2 separate regions of the Hordeum vulgare genome follow, and region 1 is linked to region 2. A link is a contact called in public Hi-C data. All regions are on one chromosome and are shown on one strand. Each heading gives the region's core, a stretch centred on a gene start, on an enhancer-like site or on the middle of the called end of the contact. The rest is flanking DNA. Distances are from core to core; before and after follow the strand shown.

Region 1 (3,399 bases), core at 897-3,396, 190 kb after region 2:
TCCTGATATTCACCACTCTCGAAATAGGCTTTCACCCCGCTATATGGATATACCAACCAACCGATACAACATTTCGATCAACGCTGGGGCTAAAAGCACAAGCACGCCCAAAAGAAAATACAAGAGAAAATAAGAGAAAAAATGCCAACAACGCCGGATCAATGAAATCTATGGCACCCCGCGACCGCTGTGCCCACCGAAGATAACCACCACGCTCCAAAGCCACCGAGTTGTCGTGTACCAAGCACCACCTTCAAGAAGGAACGCGACGATGACGACGCTACTGCCCGGACGAATCCTAGGATTTTTCCCGGTACACGGAGGGTAGTGGGGGAGAGGGTCACCCGAGGCCCTTCAAGAAGGATGGCGGCGCCCGCAGGCATCACCGCGTTGGTGCCGGTAAGACTCGACATGGATTTCTCCCGACCCCTCGCACCCGCCACCCAGGACCAACCTTCAGCTCCACCACACCCGCCGCCCACCAACATGCGTCAACACAGTCACGAGGACACCGCCATCGTCTCACCACGGCCAACGAAGCGAGGCCAGCCGGATCCAAATGAGACATCCGTAGGCAAGGATCGACAACACCGCAGCCACGAGGGAGGGAACAACCTCCACCGGCTTAGGCGGTAGCAGACCGGGCATAGCAGCAGAGGCACACCAAACCAAATGTTCGGCCGAGCCCATAACGGGCCCATGAAGCTCCGCCGCCAAGCTACACCAGTTGCGGCACAACAGCCGCCGTCCCTGTCGCGAGGAGCTCGCTAGAACCACCGGAGAACAACCCACCCCAGCCCCCCAGCAGGCCCGCCCCCGACCCAGATCGGGCCCATACGGGCAACGCCTGCGCACCGCCGCCAAGGGGCAACGCCTCCGCACCGTCGCCGTCCAGATCCGCGACGGAACGCCGCCGGCCGAAGGGCTCCGCCGCCAGGACCGCTCGCCCGAGCCGGGGTCCAACGACGGGGGAAGAAGGGGGAGCCGCCACCGCCTGACTGCGGGGTGCTGCGCGGGGTGCCGAGGGGAAGGGGGCGGCGACTCGCGGGAAGGGGGGGAGGGGGGAACCGCCCCGGTCGCCTTGCTCGGGGAGGGCGATGCGGGGGGGGGGGGGGGGACAAGAGGACAATGTTGTCACTTCCAGGCGGCGCAATCCTGATATTCATCACACATGTGGTATATTAGACATCCATTCATACACGATGTGTGACGTACACAGAAGACAATCCACATAATCGTGTGTGGCGAACAATAGAACTGCCCACACGTGTGAGCTTAGCTACTTCGTACCACACACCCAACAAGTACTACTCATCTCCATCTGTGTGTGTGGCACGAAGCAAATCTGTGCACACGTCATGGCACAACTACCTTAGTTACCCGCGATACGACACTTTAGTAACCATGGGTGACAACTTTAGTTATTCGGGATGGCAACTGAAGTTGTAAAAGCATGACAACTCTCTCTGTTTTGGTTAACTATAGTTACCCGGAGATAGTTGTCATGTGTATTTACCTAGTTGTCATGTGTGGACCAACCATAGTTGTCATGTATGGTTAATCATAGTTGCCGTGTGTGTTTACCTGATTGCCATGTACGCGCAGTTGCAGTTGCCATCTAGGAATGAATCATGTTGCCATGTGTGTTCACGTAGTTGCCACGTACGCGCAACCCTAGTTGCCATCTAGCAACGTACGCGCGCGCCGTGTGAGCGAAGAGTAGTTCGCCCACATGCGCGTGGAATAGGTGGTGACTGTATGGACAAAAATTGGTTCGCCCACATAGCACAGCTGACAACCACATGTTATATGCCGTGTTGGCGAACTCTGCAACGCCCGCACACACGATGATGCCTACGTGACACTGAAATTCCAACATATTCTTTTAAGATTCGTGCAAAACAAAATCAACGTGAATAGACGCGTGCAGGCAAAGTGTAAACCTGTCACATGTGTGAACGTTATCATTTTTCTAAAACTATAGCCTTTGACCTTAAAAAAATAAACCTGTAAGGAGCATGTATTTGTTTTTTAATCTTGCAACTAAACAGGTCATCAAGGAAAAGGAGCACAGCTCAAAAAAAGAACAAAAAAGAAAACGGAGCACAAGAGAAGCGAAACACGGAGCAAGAATCTTTCCAAGAAAACTCAGAGCAAAAGCACGAAGAGCTACGCGTGGAGGCGTGGAGCCCACGCACCAAAACGTCACCGCCAGCGCTCCTTCTCCCGTTCCCCCAATTTCCGTGGAGGCGCGCCGCATAGCAGCGGCGACATTGGGCGGCGATGGCCTCGGTTAGGCCCCCACTCCGCCGCCTCGCGCTATTGCTGAACAGCCGCATCCGCGCCAACAACCGCTTCCTCGCCTCCGCCTCCACCTCCTCCTCGTCCTACCCCACCGCCGCCGCCACCGAGACGCCGGCGCCGGCGGAGCCGGAGGTCGTCAGCATGACGGATAACTGCGTCCGTGTAGGTGTCTCGCGGTATCTTTATTTCAGTAACTACTCTCTGCTTTGCTGCTTCGATGGACAATTGTTCCATAAATTCGGGGATATAATTTAGGATCTTGTACGGATCGATATTCATCATTTTATAAGATTTAACTGTGGAGTTTGTCTATATTTTCCTTCAGTTGTGTAACGACTCTGTAGAAATTTAGGGGTTTAAAATCCGAGGTTATCATTCTGGGAGGATCTCTGAGTTTTCTTAATTTCTTATTTGGTATGAAGACTGCAGAGTTCTATGTATGTTTCGTAATACAGATCATATACTGTTGTATACAAAATTGTTGTGTTATTGTAAGGAAAATGGGTCACTTACTCACTTCCGATACTTCTATGTTCTGTATTTTGCTTCTTCAGTTAGTTTAGCACCTACAGTGTCTGATCATGTAATTTCCTTGCTGCAGAGACTCAAAGAGTTACACACGAAAGAACCATCTGCTAAGGGCAACATGTTACGCTTGAGCGTTGAAGCTGGTGGTTGTTCTGGATTTCAGTACACTTTCTCACTGGATAACAAGGAAAATGCTGATGATAGGTTGGTGGCCATGCTTCAGATTGAGGTTTCACGATCTTTGTTTGCAACGCCATTTTTAGTGGGACATGGAATCTCTGAAATGTTAAGCAATGGAGCATCAACGTTTATCAACAGTCTGATCAGGGTACAATTGCATGTCTCAAATGTTCTCGATTTAACTGTAGGGTGTTCGAGAAGAATGGTGTTAAGTTGGTTGTCGACAATGTCTCATATGACTTTGTGAAAGGTTCAACAGTCGATTATGTAGAAGAATTGATAAGCTCGGCATTCGTGGTTAGTTTTGAATTCCATTCATGGCTCTATCGCTCAATACCTGGCACTATTTTAGATTACCCTTTTAGATTACCCAATTGCGACCCTACT
Region 2 (3,514 bases), core at 504-3,003:
TCATAAATATTTGTGGATTTATAAAACAATCATAATTATGTAATAAAAATGTTCGATTACTCAAAAATGTTCAAAATTTTGAAAACAAATTTTCGGGAAAGACAAAAGTTTTCATTAGTTTTAAAAAAATTCATGTATGAAAAAATGTTAATAAAATTTTGCCAATTCAAATATGTTCATGTAAGGAAAAATATCCTGAAAATTTGAAAACTGTTCCTGACTTATAAAATAGTTTACTAATTCATAAAATGTTAGATAATTCAAAAAATATCATGAACTTCAAAAATGTTGTTGAAATCAAAAATAAATTCGTCAAATCAGAAAATATTTGTGAATTTCTAAAATATGTTCCACCAATTTTTAAAAAAAATGACCGTCGATTCTACAAATGTCCGCCATTCAGGAAAATTGTTAAAAAAGTATTAACAATTTTAAAAAAGTTTGCAAATAAAATAATTTTTTGAAAAAAATGTAAGTATTCATGGATTTAAAAAATGTTCAAGATTTAAAATAGGGAAACGCTGTCGTCCCACCGGCGGATCCTGATTTCGCGTCCACCGTCTCCTTTGTTCGCCACGTGGCCGGACGGACGAGCCGTGACCCGTTTCCTGAAACAACTTCATTGTTTCTGCAACTTGGAAGTAGTTGCAGAACGAGGAACCCAGGCATGGCGACGACGGCTTCCACGGAAAGAGCTCGCCGGCCGCCCCGCCGCCGGCCACCTCGCCGCCTAGAGCTCGCCGGCCGCCCCGCCCCGCCGCCAAGAGCTCGCCGGCCGCCCCGCCCCGCCGCCAAGAGCTCGCCGGCCGCCCCGCCGCCTAGAGCTCGCCGCTCGCCGGCCGCCCCGCCGGCCGCCCCGCCGCCTAGGTAGTGGTTCTGCAACTTGAGCTTTGTTGCAAAATTTTCTGAAACATGACCCTTGTTGCAAAAAATTCTTCCGCAAAAACGAAGAAAAAAAATCCTGCAACAAGCAAATTGTTTCTGAAACTCGACCGTTGTTTCAGGAATTAACGTGTCCAAAGTTTATTTCTTGCAACAAAGCGAAAGTTTCTGCAACTCAGCCATCGTTTCAGAAATTATGGGGTGCCTGACCGGAGCAGATCCGACGGCTACGTGTAGATCGGACGGCCCTCCAAGTGGTGGATGTTTAGTAAACATCCACCGGTGGATGCGTAGCAGGCCCCTTTTAAATATGTGCACGAGGTTAAGAAAATATTCTTGATTACGTGAAATTAAAAAGATAGTATATTTCAATGATGCAGCAAAATAAGTTCATGATCATTGAAGATTTTTTTTGCTGCAACGCATGACCTTTTGCTAATTATATACAGTATTATCTAAATAATTATAGTTTATGAGAACTAGTCTAATTTTTTTCAATTATAATTATTTAAATACAAAGAGTACAATGTAAAGTTATACTAGAACAACACAATTAATATGAATTGGAAGAGTACAATATAATCCCCTAAAAAAAAAGGAAGTGTACAATATAAAATAGCATCCTCTACAGCAAAATGAAAATCGGATTGCACAAATGGGAATCAGATTGCACGTGTTCTCTGAAGATAACGCCACACCGGAACGGAAAATATAAACGCGCGACAAATCCGACATTCTGGGCAGCCTTTCACCCACCACAATTTACTGCGCACGCGCCCCAACGCGCCCCTCCTCCTTAAAACCTCTGATCCGAGGCCATTTTCGTCCCAGAAGTTATAACGGGCCAATCCGCCATTAACCCTAGGGAGGAATAACCCGAAAGAAACCGATGCCTGGTACCGTAGCGAGGGAGTGCAGTTTGCCCACTCATCCCTCGCACTCGCTCTGCGCCTTTTCATGGCTGCCTCTTTTGACCTTTCCCATCTTTTCCCCTTTGATATATCCCACATCACTAAAGCACGCAACAGGCAGCAGAACCGCCTTTGTTCGCTTTCGTCGTCCTCGCCGAAATTCCCATTGCGGCTACTGACATTTGTCCCCCCATCCGAGCGACCTCTCCTCTCTTGCATCCATCCACCCCTCTCGGCATTTCTCCGTGCTTCCGTTGGCCAGCAATCTGTTCCGCCTTGGGCTCCTGGTATGCAATTGCTTGGTCTGTCACTCAAAGCTTGCTTTAGCAGCATCTTGAGTGACAGACTATTTCTTCAGTTTTGTTGTTGTGGAACTGATCCAGCAACTGATAGCCCAAAATCGTTGATGTCCATTTTGCAGGTTGGTCTGGGAGCTTGGGAGGATTCCTTGATTTTCTTGATCTCTCTGCTCTCTACTCTTCTTCTTGCTCTTGATTTCCAGCTTAACATTTTTTTTTCTGAGGAGCATCTTTGCTGCCTTTCCCCTACCCCTTTCAATCAACCAAGCGGAAAGAATCTTCATCCTGAGCAGAGGAACAGTTCGATTGGGAAATGGCTGAAGTGAAACCGGAAGAGATGGTCCACCATCCGCCCATGGATCAGCTGCAGGGGTTCGAATACTGCATAGACTCAAATCCTTCCTGGGGTCTGTGTAATCGCATCCCTCAAGTGTTGGCATGTTGGATCAATCGGTCTGTGTTTCTTACCCTGAATATTTGTGGGTCTCGCAGGAGAGGCAATTGGTTTGGGCTTTCAGCATTACATACTGTCCCTAGGAACTGCTGTGATGATCCCCACAATGTTGGTTCCTCTTATGGGTGGAAATGATGTGAGAACTTTCTCTTCTCCCCTTTTTTATGTTTGCTAGACTCCTTGGTTAATTTGGTACTGCAACATATATTTTTTACTGAAATGTTGTTTGTTTGTGTGTTACCAAAGCATGACAAGGCAAAAGTGGTTCAGACACTGCTATTTGTGACTGGGATAAAGACTCTGCTCCAGACACTATTTGGCACTCGTCTTCCCACTGTCATTGGCGGCTCATATGCATATGTTGTTCCAGTCCTCTCCATTATCCATGACCGGTCGCTCGCACAAATAGCCGATGGCCACACTGTAAGTATGAAATGATTTTTTTACATTTTCTGTCTTATAACAAGAACCATGGCAACTCGAATACGCCATCTCACTGATGCAAATATTCATGGTATGCATTTCAGTTTATCTTTTGTTCTATCTGCAGAGGTTCCTACAGACAATGAGAGCGACACAGGGTGCGTTGATAGTGTCGTCAAGCATTCAGATAATTCTTGGCTATAGCCAGTTGTGGGCAATATGTTCGAGGTACAAGAAACTCCCACTTCTCCCTTAACTGACGATGATAGGTGTTTCGGTCCAAAAGTTCAAACATTTATTTCTTGGCTTATGTCAGAATCTTAGTGTGTTAAAAATCTTATACTCAAGCTGACAGATTATTTGCTTGAACTTTAGCAATTAGCATGCCATGTTAACATGTGTTCATATACTGGACCAAATATGCAATTGTGGATATCTTTTTTTAGAAAAGGAGGCATAGCCCCGGCCTCTGCATCGAACAATTGTGGATGTCTGTTGTTGCTTTTTTAATATACTATCCTGGTCCCTCCCGCCCTCTGTTATCC

What was found. A called contact is a pair of places that touch in the nucleus more often than the background predicts.
Region 1: a contact with region 2 is called in a Hi-C map of leaf, with 3 times the contacts expected there. The contact joins the promoter of LOC123397895 here to the promoter of LOC123395562 in region 2. A contact is called at or near these places in 3 of 6 Hi-C or Micro-C datasets (leaf and seedling) and 1 of 1 datasets of contacts at active chromatin or transcription factors (embryo).

Annotation. Positions count from the first base shown.
Region 1 is chr5H:389,115,749-389,119,147 of MorexV3_pseudomolecules_assembly, forward strand. It overlaps LOC123397895 (iron-sulfur assembly protein IscA-like 2, mitochondrial), which reads left to right and starts at 2,147. Exons shown (of 4, transcript XM_045092415.1): 1 at 2,147-2,466; 2 at 2,906-3,036; 3 at 3,201-3,309. The coding sequence starts at 2,284.
Region 2 is chr5H:388,927,525-388,931,038 of MorexV3_pseudomolecules_assembly, forward strand. LOC123395562 (nucleobase-ascorbate transporter 2-like) reads left to right here and starts at 1,754. Exons shown (of 14, transcript XM_045090576.1): 1 at 1,754-2,080; 2 at 2,215-2,499; 3 at 2,585-2,682; 4 at 2,793-2,969; 5 at 3,097-3,197. The coding sequence starts at 2,406.